Linked DNA regions of Mus musculus: all the other regions are linked to region 1. A link is a contact called in public Hi-C data. All regions are on one chromosome and are shown on one strand. Each heading gives the region's core, a stretch centred on a gene start, on an enhancer-like site or on the middle of the called end of the contact. The rest is flanking DNA. Distances are from core to core; before and after follow the strand shown.

The links. A called contact is a pair of places that touch in the nucleus more often than the background predicts.
Region 2: a Hi-C map of cerebellar granule neurons shows a contact between it and region 1, with 3 times the contacts expected there. The contact joins two enhancer-like sites. A contact is called at or near these places in 4 of 484 Hi-C or Micro-C datasets (cerebellar granule neurons and cerebellum).
Region 3: a contact with region 1 is called in a Hi-C map of cerebellum, with 6 times the contacts expected there. The contact joins two enhancer-like sites. A contact is called at or near these places in 6 of 484 Hi-C or Micro-C datasets (brain, cerebellar granule neurons, cerebellum and 1 more).
Region 4: a Hi-C map of cerebral cortex shows a contact between it and region 1, with 2.1 times the contacts expected there. The contact joins two enhancer-like sites. A contact is called at or near these places in 1 of 15 datasets of contacts at CTCF or cohesin (the NIH/3T3 cell line) and 2 of 484 Hi-C or Micro-C datasets (cerebellar granule neurons and cerebral cortex).

The regions. Positions count from the first base shown.
Region 1 is chr3:137,108,805-137,112,241 of GRCm38.p6, forward strand. No RefSeq gene overlaps it. Among named protein-coding and RNA genes, the nearest start is that of Gm26107, 43 kb to the left of the region's middle. Within about 2 kb of position 1,892, at least 10 of the 459 cell types and tissues checked have an H3K27ac peak or open chromatin away from gene starts, as enhancers often do. A contact at or near this core is called in cerebellar granule neurons, cerebellum and cerebral cortex, where this site is marked.
Region 2 is chr3:136,778,882-136,782,318 of GRCm38.p6, forward strand. All of the region lies in intron 1 of Ppp3ca (protein phosphatase 3, catalytic subunit, alpha isoform), which reads left to right. Among named protein-coding and RNA genes, the nearest start is that of Ppp3ca, 110 kb to the left of the region's middle. Within about 2 kb of position 1,665, at least 4 of the 459 cell types and tissues checked have an H3K27ac peak or open chromatin away from gene starts, as enhancers often do. A contact at or near this core is called in cerebellar granule neurons, where this site is marked.
Region 3 is chr3:137,414,090-137,417,526 of GRCm38.p6, forward strand. It overlaps Emcn (endomucin), which reads left to right. Exons shown (of 12, transcript NM_001163522.1): 6 at 2,632-2,721; 7 at 2,957-3,010. Among named protein-coding and RNA genes, the nearest start is that of Gm38650, 46 kb to the left of the region's middle. Within about 2 kb of position 1,607, at least 35 of the 459 cell types and tissues checked have an H3K27ac peak or open chromatin away from gene starts, as enhancers often do. A contact at or near this core is called in cerebellar granule neurons and cerebellum, where this site is marked.
Region 4 is chr3:136,832,404-136,835,840 of GRCm38.p6, forward strand. All of the region lies in intron 2 of Ppp3ca (protein phosphatase 3, catalytic subunit, alpha isoform), which reads left to right. Among named protein-coding and RNA genes, the nearest start is that of 1700006H20Rik, 120 kb to the right of the region's middle. Within about 2 kb of position 1,683, at least 104 of the 459 cell types and tissues checked have an H3K27ac peak or open chromatin away from gene starts, as enhancers often do. A contact at or near this core is called in cerebellar granule neurons and cerebral cortex, where this site is marked.

The sequences.
Region 1 (3,437 bases), core at 642-3,141:
GTCAGTTTGCTGCTCTGTGAAATGGTCTGCCTTCGTATACTTCCTTCTAGGCTTGTTATGCAAACTGTACTCCTTAATGTTTTCAAGGTGCTGAGAATACTTCTGCCTATAGTAAATCCTATTTTTTAAAAAAAATGGCAATTAAATCACATAGTCCAATTAGGCTATTGTAGAATACTGTGAAAATATCATTTTTGTCACCATGGAGACAACTGGCTCAAATGATGACCAGGAAGTACCCAGTCTTCTTGCATTTTTCTTTCCTTGCTGGGAGCTTGTCTAGACATTTACGGTAATGTCCCCTTCATCACTGAAACACAAAAAATGGACTTTTCATTTTTATATTCCCTTTCCTTATCTCTTTTAAATTGCTTGGATTAATATGTATTAATTGGTTAATTAATGAATGTGCATCAATATGTCTATGGGTGTGGTTTCTCTCATGTCTTGACTGTGTGTATGTAACTTCTGTGAGAACATTGCTGAAATGTGATTTCTGATTAGTGAGCCTGCCCTTAGCCTTCATGTTCTGTTTCTGCAAGCTCTCGGGTTCTGGTTCCAAGTTACACTTTCAGTGGCAGTATTGTACTGAGATTATTATCACATAAAATAGTGTGCATATGTATGCATCTAGTATATATGCATGTATGCAAAGCACTATTGTAAAAAAATATGCTTTACTTCAGGCTCTAGACACATGAAATGTATCATACTGCATTTTCACTGAGAGAATTCTCTTCTGCCTTGACTGTTTCATATTCTGAGGAAACCAGAGTATATAACAATAGCATTTGAGGTACTTTGTTTTAAGTATTTATTTGGATGTGCGTGTTTGTGATGGGTACCACAGAAGACAACATTTGATCTTCTGGATTCTGAGTTATAGGAGGCTGAGAACAAACTCAAGTCCTCTGAAAGAGAAGCAATCACAATCAGCCATCGAGGCATCTCTTCAGTACCAAATCATCACATTTTAGATTCCCATCTATCTGCTCCCTTTGGATACACTCTTTTGAACATTGAGCAGAGAATTTAGAAGCCTCACCCGCACGTTCACATGCTCCATGGACATTTGAACATAAACTCTTCCGTGGATTGTGTCCTTGTAAGCGGAGCCTGTTTCCTGGACTCCACGGCATATGGTCACCCTGTGGGAGATGCTCCCGTGGGTGGGGAAAGTGGGGCTCTCTGACAGTCACACACAGTTTCCGCCAACCTGAGCTCGGGCCTCAGCAGGAGCTTCATGAACAGTAGCCCCCTTCCAGGTACGTTGCCAGAATTTCAGAGCTCTGCCCACACTGAATTATTAACAGTTCAAGAGGAAATGTTCACAGAGATGTTCTCTGTGGGAGAGTCCCAGTAACACTCTTTGTCCCCTCTCTGCCCGCTCCCAGGGTTCCACGAGAACACATCCACACTACTATGAGGTCAATGGACCTGTTAAACAGGACGGGTTTGTCAACTTTTAAAATAACAGGAGATTCTTAGATTCCTGGATGTTGATCACGTGAACCGCAGTTAACTTCTTCGAAGGAAAACTTTGCTTCATCCACAGAGAGTACTACAATCTTTAAAAGTTTATTTAAAATTCTTAAAAATATGAATACTACAAGAGTGTACTGTCCTTCCTTTTAGGAAATGTAGGCTCCAATTTCATACCTTCTATCCACTGGTCAAATACTGCAGCTTCTGACGCTGGTCCTTGTTTTGGTGGCTTTCTGATCTACTCACAGAAGCTGAGTGTGGGGAGAGTAGCATCAAGCACTGCCAGGCTGCTCCCTGTGAGCAGATGCCCCAGGCTAACAAGCAGCTACGTCCAGTAGGTGCCATCTGCTACACCTGGCAATGGCAGAAACTGTGGGTTGAAGTCTTTCTGCAACATCTTGGCTCACTGAACTTGCCTGGCAGGGTGCTGGAGCAGGTGGCTTGGCCACAGCTTGCTTTCCAGTATGTTGTGTTCTGGATTAGTCCTGGGGGAGAAAACTGATTCATAACTCCTCCTCTCTGCCTACTCGTTCTGGTTATCGTTGACACTTTAACATGTTTGGAATGTCATCCAAAGTGCAAGAGGTCACAGCCAACGAAGGCCAACAACCAATAAACCAAAATGTTTCCTGGAATTCTATCGCCCATCAGAATCAGGGACTTCTCCTTTTGTGGATCCTTTTCTTGGAACCCTTTTCTTGATCTCTGAATTTCTTTTCATTCCATTCAGTTTCTATCAGCAGCATCTTCCCCTCCAGGCCTGTTGCCCTACTGAGAGACCCATCAGAGAAATGGTTTCTCTGTTCATTGACCTTCTCATGTCCACTAATCTGGAGTTTGCATGTGGACAATGCTCCTAGTATGGAACAATATTTTAAAAATAGCCACATGCTAAACTATGGATTTCTGCTGTTCTTAGTTGTCCAGGAAACACCATGTATGGAAGCTCTTCTAAGAATCCTGGACTTTGGAGAGTCTATGAAAGTTGGACCTTTCTTTCTTTCTTTCTTTCTTTCTTTCTTTCTTTCTTTCTTTCTTTCTTTCTTTCTTTCTTCCTTCCTTCCTTCCTTCCTTCCTTCCTTCCTTCCTTCCTTCCCTCCTTCCCTCCCTCCCTCCCTCTCTCTCTCTCTTTCTTTCTTTCTTTCTTTCTTTCTTTCTTTCTTTCTTTCTTTCTTTCTTTCTTTCTTTTGTTTTTTCAAGACAGGGTTTCTCTGTGTAGCCCTGGCTGTCCTGGAGCTCTCTCTGTAGACCAGGCTGGCCTCAAACTCAGAAATCTGCCTGCCTTTGCCTCCCAAGTGCTGGGATTAAAGGCGTGCACCACCACTGCCCGGCTGGACATTTCTAAAAGGACCTCTAAATATTCTATAGTCCATTGTATCTTTTGACTCTGTGTTGAATATGCTAGAATACATTTTCTTTGGTATGCTTACTTTCATTATCTTGCTTTCTTCCTACATTTTCTATGTCATCTTTTTTCTACTTTCTCTATTTTTTCCCCAAATATTTAACCAATATTTTACCCAAATCTCATGCTTCTTCTCCTCTAAGTAAACATGAGAAGGTTTCACTTGGTTCAGAGCACGTTTACCATGCATCGAGTGGAGAAGCCTAAGATGGGGCTGTCAAAACCAACAGCAGGGTTGTTGCAGGCTTCAGTGAAAGTGGATCAGAGCTCTGGTTTTCTTAATGCTGATGACCATAAGGTTGCCCTTCCTAGGCTAGGTGTGACTGGACAAATGACCATCTCCATTGTGAACAGATGAGGGGCATACCACATGTAGCAAGGAGGCAGAAGTATGTCACTGGTTCCTTCAGAACTGTATGCTCCTGAGACAACAATGACAAGGGTTTTTGATGATGCTTGCTCCATCAGCCTGGATCATGATTGTAAGGAGCAAAGCCTCCTGGGAAGAAATGAACTTCAGTGAAATTTTGAAGTCATTTTATCATGG
Region 2 (3,437 bases), core at 415-2,914, 330 kb before region 1:
TATGTGTGTATATATGTATGTATTTCTTCCCTCTCTCTGTCTTTCTCTGCGAGCACACATGCGTGTGTTTGTGGGTGTGTATGTGTGTATGCACACGCTCACACACATGTCCTCAAACTCATGTGCATTGCATTTCTGAGTGCAGGAGCACATGAATCAAGCTGTGATCATATAGTCAGAAGACACCTCAGGTGTCAGTCTTTCCTGCCAAAATGACTGAGGCTGAGTCTCCTGGTTGCTACTTCCTGTGTATGCTACACTAGCTGGCTAGTGACCTTGTGTTCTTCTGTCTTCTCCTGTCTTCTCCCAGGGCTACTGAGATTAGAGACACATGTTACTGTAGTCAACTTTTATATGGGTTTTGGGGAATTCATTTCAGTTACTCATGATAACACTACAAACCCTTAAGCTACTTACGGTACCTCCTCAGCCATTATTTCTGCATATTCACATTTCTCAAGTCAATATTCTTTTAGAGTTTGATTATGTTTTTCTCATTTACTTAAATATTTTTGTTTTGTTTTGTTTTTTGTTTTTGTTTTTGGAAACTGTTCAGACACAAATTCTCTTTCTGGCTTGAGAACTGATAAATGTAACCGCACAGTTCTTTGAGGCTGTTTATACTGTTAGCTGAAGACATTATTATTTCTATATCACATTTGGTTAAATGACTTCCTATCTGTCAGCCTCACCTCACTCAAATCAACACCAGGAAAAACAGTATGGTTGAAGATGGGCATGTGTCCACTCAGGGTGTCGCCAGTGTCAATCTTTGGGTTTCTGTGTTATTAGAGCTTATCAGATGAAACTTTTGTAGCTTTAGACTTGTTCTCTACTTTTGTTTCGTTTTGCTTTTACAAAGGGATCTTACAGGTGATTTTAGTAGTGAGTCCTGCCAGTGAACCTTTGGAAAGTGACATCCCAGAATGCAGCAGTCCAAGAACAAGAGGCAGCACTCATAACCTTGTATCACCTTGCTATGGCGGTGTAGGATTCTTCAGTTTGACTTCAAGTTCTGTTTACCTAAACAGTTAGGACAGGGACAAGATCTCCCCCTCAACCCTCAGGGTCCAAGTCTCTGCCTGAGTGCAGGACACCTCTGGATATTGACCTGTGATGATTCTTGATAGGGTTACTTTCGAATTACAGCACAGGTTAACACCACTTTTTTTTTTCTTTTTTTCTTTTTTTTTTTCTTTTTGGTCTCCATTTGGTCTCATTTTATCAGCAATCATAATTGATAGCTAGTAGCAACCATTTTCATGAGCACTTAATGTATGCCAGGTGTTTTAAGATGATACATGATATGCATTCTTGTTCAGTTGTCACAAGATCTTTATGCTATCATACTCCCTATTTTGCAGATAAGGAAAGTTTTGCAATTCAGATGAATTATATATCTACAAGGAGATTAGAACTCCAGTTCTGGGTGTCTTGGAACCATAAGAGAAACATTCTTATGTAGCCCAGTCTTCTTAATACAAGACCCTAAAATTTAGAGGAAATCTTTTACTGGTGAGAAGGCCCCTGTAATTAATGGAACTCTAAGGCGACTGACTGATGATCTTTGCTTTCTCTAGTTTGGATGTAGATGTTGGCCTGGTCCCCTGAGCACAGATGGAGAATGCAGGAAAGACAGGATGGGGCTTGTGGCTCATTATCAAGGTCAAAATCCAAAGGTATTCTTTCCATTGCTTTTGGATTTTCTTCGTTTTGAGTTAACCTTGGAGAGATTCATGCAACTACCTCTGACTGCCTTCTGTTTACTGGCAGCGTGTGGGTTTTTCAACTCATGCCTGGAGGTTATGTCCTGGATCAACAGGAGTTGAGTGACCTTACATGTAATATAAATTCATTTTCTTAAGCTATGAAATATTGAACATTGCTACTTTTCATGTGAAAACATTGCACAAATATAAAGCATGCATGAACATTTTCCTAATGGCGAATGGTACTGAAGTTGGAAATCTTGTCATCGTAAAGTGGGCTTTGATCCTCCTGCCCATCTGCAGCAGCACTAAGTTAGGACAGCAAATTAGTGTGAAGAAAAATCAAAGATTAAGTATTTATATTATGTGATATTAAGTTGTTACGGTTTTAAAGATTCCACATACTACTCTATACCTTCAGACCATATTAACTTAAATCAGTATAGCATGGCTGCCATCATTTTCTGCTAAATAGGCAACATTTATTGTATACAGTAAGTGATGTTATGGTTTTTTAGTGTGTGTGTGTTAAGGGAATCAAACCCAGCATCTCACATATGCCAAGCAAGTGTTCTATCATTAAGCCAAATCCCTATTTACTGCATGACAATGTAGTATGTGGGTGAATATGCAGAAATGGGAAATGAGCAGACTTTTTAAACTGCTTTAAATTGATAGACAAATACATCATATTAGTTTAACAAACTAGTATGTTGGTGATTTCGTGAAAATTCTCAGATCAGTTTTTCTGATCCTAGTACTAAATATTCACGATAACATGAACTAGCATTTTTGTCAATATAGTTGGTTAATTTGTATGTAATAGAATTTCTTAAAACACACTGTAAATGGGTATAATTTAGACTGACTTTTATGAGAATAAATTTGGGAAATTTGACCATATTTATCTCCTTCCAACATAGTCCTAAGATGCACTTCATCTCTGCAAATTTCTTTAAAAACATGCTACAGTTAATAAACATGCTACTCATGTTTAACACATGTTATTGAATGCATTCTTCTAGAACATTTTTTTGTTTATTCATATCATGTTTTTATATTTTAAAAGTGGATTAGCACTGTAGTCGAGAAATTTGTGTCTTTATGTAAAATCTGGCCTTTTTGGAAGGTTCAACACTCATCAGTCAATTTTGTTCTCTCTCCTCTCTAGCGCTCCTTCTCCCACCCAGGGTGTGTGTGTGTGTGTGTGTGTGTGTGTGTGTGTGTGTGTGTGTGCGCATGCACACGCATTCTGCCTTGGAGCACTCCTTTGAGGTCACAATACACACAGCATGATTTTCTTATTTGCTAATGAAGATGGATAATAATATTGATTAGCCACAATTAGGAATCATTTTTAGCGCTGGTTGCTAAAGACACATTCTTTGCTTTAAAGCAGTTTGATGGTACAAAAATTTATACAATGCTTAAGTCTTATTGAGATGTAAATGTGCCAAGTGTCATGAGAACTTTTAAGCAAACAATAAACTTCTGGCATCCAGAGCAAATGGAACTGGTGGGAATTCACTGAAGCACAAGCAAAACAAATACTAGAAAGCCTATGTCCTTAAAGTCAAGCCCATTCTTTATACCAAGTGCTCACTGAGCACTTGTTTCAAGTCTGCCTTCATGGCATCCTTTCACCATCTCTGGAAAAATAGAATTCCATTTCCCCTTCACAGGTTGTGGAAACAGGTTTCATAAGGGTTTTCTCAAGGACACAGGCTT
Region 3 (3,437 bases), core at 357-2,856, 300 kb after region 1:
TGGAAGGTATTTGAGGTGCTCAGGAAGTGGTGGGCACTATTACCTACAAGGCTTTCATCAGGCTTGGGGAAATCACAGCCACCTACATTTCTACAACTTCAGTCCTTGGAAGACCATTCTCAAGTCAAACTTAGATTTCTTACAACATAATTAAAGTCTTCTGTTAGTAAAGTCCCCAACAACTTATGAAGCTTACAGGAAAAAATGTGTACATGGTGCTGCATGCCTTTGACCCCTGCACTCTGGAGGGACAAGAGATTTTTAGCCACCTCTACCTAATAAGTCCAGGATAGTCAGGGCTATATAGTGAAACCTTGTCTACAAAGTTGAAAAGTGGCCCTGCTCAGCACATGTAGGGAAAACATGAACACATTTCAGTGCAATAGGTTTGGCTCTAAGAGCACTTGCTTCACATAGCTTGATGTAAATTTTGACCTGAAGTTAATAAATTGCATTTAAATTTTGGCACAATGCCTCTATAGATCAATAACCAACACAATCACAAAAATCAGGACCCAGTGCAAACATGTATGATCTAAGGGCAACATGAGTTCCAGCTTCTCCCACTTCTGACTTGAGAAAAATACACCTGAAACATAGAAATGTCTGACATGTCAGTTTCACATGGCTATACTCTGAATTTTTTAGGAAATTAGACAAACTCTCTTTAGTTGGAAAGTTCACCTTCCTAAAGGACATTATAACAATATCATACAGCATATATTAAATAATGTTATGTAATTTAAAATAACTATGCTAGGGTCATTTATTCTCCTGGTCTATTTAAATTTACTCTAACTTAATCTTTATAGCAACAGTATAATGTAAAACTATTATAACCCCATTTACATGTAAGAAAATCAGACAGAAAGAGGTTAAATCACTTGCCAAGTCTCCACAGGAAGTGAGTTTTGCAACTAGAATTTAGCTCTGGCACTCAGCTTTCAGAACCATATTCCTAACTACTCCATTATTCTTCACTTGGTCCTTCTCTGACAGTGGAATTTTGGTAGAATTTTGGAGTAGCACATTTTTAACACAATAAATGATGATCATCAGATCATACTGTGACTCCTGTTATAGTCACAGAAATGTGTGTGTGTGTGTGTGTTCAATTCAGAAAAGACTTCTTAAGAATTCCAGTTACAGGAAAAAAATCTAAAATAGAAACTTGCAAGTTTCTGCTTCATCTGTGTTTACCATTCACTTAAGACCCTGGACAATCAAATTCATTTTCATATGGAAAGCTTGGGGTGGTATCCTTTGAATCAGAAATTGTCCTAAATCAGCCCTTGGCCTGAAAATGAGGATGGAATGAGGGAGGCTGTGGAGTCTTGAAAACTAGCTGTTCCAAATCCAACAGCCATTGGTTACACAGCAAGCCCTCTTGTCCTCTACCAAAACACCTAAAAGACTATTCACCTCCAGGCAGCCCTGGACACAGGCAACCACAACTAACAGTATGGAGCTCTCTGCTGGCTCCTGCTCTTTTACTTAATTTTTTTCTTTCTTTTCCTTTTTTTCCTCTCCCCCCACCCCTTGCTTTGTGCACTAGCCTGACATTTCTCTTTGTTCCTATGGGCATGTATCCAGCTCCCTCCCACAGATCTCTTGCCTGGCAAGCAGAGTGTCGACTCCCAACATGATTCTGCCCCCACAGAGCATGCAGCGTGTGCTATGCTGTGGGTGGCAGAGGAGAAAGGAGCCATGGCAGCCCTAGAAATATCAATCTCCCTGGTGCCATTATGCAGGGTCTCAACACCTCTACGGGGTTCTAAGCAAAGTGGATGTGTCAGTGCAAGAAAGCGGTTAGCCTTGTTTAGTGCACTCTGGCTGAGGCAGGACCTGGTGGGAGGGATGGAGAGAGTTAGGCCCTTTGCACTCTGGGAGCTTTGTAGAAGGATGAAGTAGCAGCTATGATACAGGAGTATGATAGTGAGATGCAGTACATGATGTTACATATATTAAACGATGTTGTCCTATAGTTAAATTTTTAATAATTTTTAATAATAATAATCTATTTAGTCCTCTGATTAAATATGGAAAGGATATATTCCTTAAAGGAAAAAAGATCGTGGTCAAGGATACAATCTAGCAGTCATGTTCAATGGAAGATGTTCATGTAGCTGTAGAGTCTTATAGAAGAAAATCAAGGAGCCTCTATCATTTCTCCCGGACTTCTTATCAAAGGCTACATAGTAATGTTCTATCTTTAGCCATTGACAAATGTCATAAAACCAGAAGCTTTCTGCATTTATACCTATTTTAAGCATGTGTGATAGTGTGAGATGGGCTAAATAACATTTCCCAACATTAAAAATACCTGAAAGGTGGCTAGTGCTTATCAGAGATTTACATCTCACAAGAACCTCGTGCTTTTGGTTTTAAGAGCTGGGGACTAGAGTACGAGACTTGCTCAAATTTTCTTGGCCAGTTATCTGGATAATGCAGTACTGATATCCAGTTCATGTGATGCCAAAGTCTGTCATGGTTCCAGGAGAAATGATTCTCTTATACAGAAATAAAGTGTTTTCCCAGATCTTTAAAAATGCAGACTGTCTAAAGCTACGAAGAAATCCAATATGAAGACTCAATACCTAAACTGAGCCTGGCTTTGTGATTTTCCTATAGTTACTACTCAACTACTGGATGCCTTGCCGAAAATCACTGCAACATCCTCTGCATCTCTAACAACTGCACACACCATGTCACTGCTTCAAGGTATGATTTCTGTGTATCTAAATGGAAAGTTCTTCTACATTACTGTTCTTTGTGAAATAAGCACAATCCATCTTCATTTGTGAAACATACTCTTGCAGGGTGAGGAAAAAATTTGCATTTGCAACATCATAACTATAAATCATGAATATTTCCTTAAATGGGAGTAGAGGGAGAGTTATGTGGATTAACGTATCTATCAAAGGTGACTGAGTTGTTTTCTTTCTCAAAATAACAGATACTGAGGATAGGAAGATTGCAACCACTCCATCAACCACCCCCTCCTATTCCAGTGAGTAACATGTGTATCTCCGTTCATGGAAGTAGACGTGCAGAGTATGCAAATGACAACAGTGGAGGGATGGAGCTGCGGATAACCTGTTTTCAATGTTACTCAGCATGTAACTCCATTATAACCCAAACTACAGCCTGATTGAAGAATTCTTCATAAGCCTGATCTTAGTTACCACACCATGGCCATTTTCTTTCTCTTTTTTCTTTTGTTTTTCTTTTCCACTTTTGTCCTACAGTAAGAAATTACCAGAAAAGACAAAAATATAGCTTAATGGAAGTGTATTCAGCTAAGGCAAAATCTCCAATCTCCACACTAGTAACGTTTTATTTAAATCACCATGCCAAATGCCTTCAACATATTCATCATTTGTCAATTAAATATTCTTAAAGCAAATAACTTATTAAAAATGCCTTTTTAACCTTGA
Region 4 (3,437 bases), core at 433-2,932, 280 kb before region 1:
TAGCCAAGGTTGTGAGTAGCCAGGCTCTGCCCCTGTGTTGTGGGCCCTGTAGGGTTTCTCACTGCTCTTTAAGGCATACTCATATTCCTGCGCTGGAAACTTGTATTTCATTCTTTCTCATTCTACATCTCTAGATGGCCCCTGATTCTTTCCTTCATTGTTTCTGACATCTGTTGGTATCTATTTTCTACTTATTATTTCTGTTTCCTTCTTCCTGACAGATCCCTGAAGTGTAGAAGGTACCCAAAGCCCTGGCACTCCCACAGAACTCATGTGGGGAACTTGAATGTTCAGACTGACAGCTCCTCACTGTCCCATACTTTCCCATTTGTGTGTGCACCTGTGGTTGCAATTTTCTTGGGGATACTTTGCATAAAGAAACCTTTTTTCATCATTAAATGTGCCCAAGACTGAGACCAGGACCTTTGTCTAGAAGAAAATAGCCGACTTCTGGAAACAGAAGCATGGAGCCCTAACAGCTTGCTTTCCCAGACCGACCTCTTAACTCTGTGCCCCAGAAAATTGAGAAGGAGAACATTTGGAGATGGCTTGGGAAAAATTGAAACTGTGCTCACTAAATCTGGGATTGCTGAGGGGCTCTGGCATTCCCTGCCTCCTTTGCGTGTCATTTGTCTCTTTTCTAATTCCTATTTTTAAAAGATCTGCTAGATTAATTCTGCTAAAATGCCATTTTTTGCATGTCTCCTCCCTTATTTAAAAATCTGCGGTGACTCACCCTTAGTTTTAGACATCAGCTAAAGGACTTAATGCAGCTAGCTTGTGGCCTCCCACAGACTGGCCCATACCCACCAGTCTCCTATTCTTTCCTTCAAGAACATTTTGCATATGGAAATTGGTTTGTTCCGTGTCCCTGGAGTATATATTTTCCTCTATTTATGTCTTTTTGCTGAGTTTCTCTCCAATAGCTTTTGGTTGGGAACCTCTGGTGTCTGTACTCGGCCTCTGTAGGCTTGACCTGTGGAAACATGGGGGTGTTCTGTGAGTTGAGGGGTGTGCCAGACACTTACATAAGAGAGTGACACTGCTCCCATTATTGGTGTTTATTGACACGAAAGGTAATTGAATTAGGGCCCAGAGAACGCTCAAAGGCTCTCCACATATTCCAGGACTGCCCATCGTTGATACCTTTTTGCTTTAGGGCAGGTTTCCTGTTGTGCCAAGAGAGCTGCGATTGGATCAGAGCAATGCTTGATTCACATTGGCTGGCTGTGCGCTCTCATTCTCATCCCCCGGAGCTCGGTGACCTGAGAAGAGTTTTCATATCTAATTGCCTTTAATGATGGGGGCTGAAGACCCAGTGATAGTGCAGTCATGAGAGCAAAAACTGTAGTCATCCCGGGGAAGTGTTCCCCGGAACTGGCATCCACCATTCTTGTCTCGGGGGATGTTATAGCTGCTTTGCGATGAGTTTGAAGATATTTAGGATTTTCTGCATTTAAAAGGCATTTCCTGCTTTGAAAATGATGTCTATTTCAGGTTAGAATAAAACCCCATCTCCTTTCTGCCCTGAAGTGCTGAGGAGGCATTTAGAGCAGGAGATAGTTCTCTGTGCTTCTCAGACTGGGAACTTAACAACAACGGAGTCACTGGTGCTTGGCATTTCCCTGTGTTACTCATGCGAATGTCCCTTCTCACAGAAGCCTGTGGCCAAATGGACCAGCTCCCAGGAGAGAGGCGCTGTAGCTCATGGCTGAACAAACACTGAGGCAGAAAGGCTAAGCACTCTCCAGACATCGCTTCTCCCTCATCCCCAAAGGGCTTGCTTTCTCCTCTGAGGAGAGAGAGGGATGCACCAGGCAGTAAAAGCAGGAAGGCCATTTGCTGCTCCTGTGTGTGGCCTGGAGTGCAGAGAGAAAAGTCTCCGGAAGTTAGTGGGGGAGAGGGGGAGTTGGGGGCAGGGTAAGGGCGGGGGGGGGGGGGGGGGGCGGGGGGCGGTCCTGCAATTTCAGTATATGAGCAGACTTTAATTGGTGTCTGTGTCCTTTTAAAACAGCTTTATTTTATTAATCAAGCATTTCTTTAGAGTATATACACCTAGTAAAACACAGCAGGCTCGATTCTAGGTACCCCGAAAAGAAAGGGAGGTTTACTCTTCCTAAGATAAGAGCGGTGTGCTTTCCTTCCTTCGCAGTTTTAGTATAGCAAGCCGGGTTGGATCTTACATTATTTCTTGAGGGAGTGAGTAGGTGCTGAGCAGACTTGCGTTGGTGAAAGTCCATGCCGAGTAGGAGAAATGAAACCCAGTGTGTGTTCAAAATTCACAAACTGGAGGAACTCGGGTCCACAGGCGTTCTTCCACGGGGGCCAAGGAAAGGGTAAAGGTAGGAGCCCTGGGAATCAGGCAACTCCGAGGTAGGCTTCTAAATTACAGAGCTCCATGTTGTCTCGGATAGAAGATGATGGGATGTGTGTCACTACTAGAAGGTCCTATACTTTTTAGATGTGCTTTAAACATTATCTTTGCTGGGAAACCTAAAGACAATTAATTAAACCTAGGAGTAGATCTGTGAGGAAAGTTGTGCATAGAATAAGACAGCTACTCACTGAGAGACTCTGTTCAGAAAAAACAAACACTTATTTCCTTTTTTTGGGGGGGTGTATGGTGTGTGTGTGTGTGTGTGTGTGTGTATGTCTATCTATGTGTGTCTCTATATGTGTCTGTGTATTTGTGCATATATCTGTATGTGTGTATTTGTATACATTTCTATGTATGTCTCTGTATGTGTGTCTCTGTGTGTCTTTACCTGTGTGTGTGTGTGTGTGTGTGTGTGTGTGTGTGTGACACTTGGACGTGCCTGTGTTCTGTATATCTGTGTGTCAGGCCAGAGGTCAACTCTGAGTGTCTAGCTCAATTGCTGTTAACTGTCATTACTCTGTTTTCACTACTCAGGGTCTCTCACTGAGTCTGGGCCACATTGATTCTGCTTAGCTGGCAGGCATTCTCCTCCCTATGTCTCCCCAGCTCTGGGACAGAGACAAGTACCATGTTACCCAGCACTTCCGTGGGTGCTGGAGACGCTGTGCTGGCTGTTAGCACGTTACTTACTGAACCACATCCGAAGTCCAGCAGATGCTTTTTCTATAGACTGATATTTTTATAGGACCATTCAGATTTCATGAAATAGTCAAGCTAAGAAATAATTTGCCAAGGAGAGAAGAGAGACTCTTTCCTTTAAAATGGGGAGGCGGGCACACGTCATTCATGATAGAAATAACATACATACATGTCATAAGTTTTAAAACCAAGTTTGTTGTAACACGTTTATTTTTCTTTTCTTTTCTTTTCTTTTCTTTTTTTTTTTTTTTTTTTTTAATATGTGGCCATGAGTGTTAGCCAGCGATTGTATTGAAGAGCAGCAGACAAGGCTGTGCATATAGGCATGTCTGTTCTTGCATTGGAAATGGCCCGTGTTGGT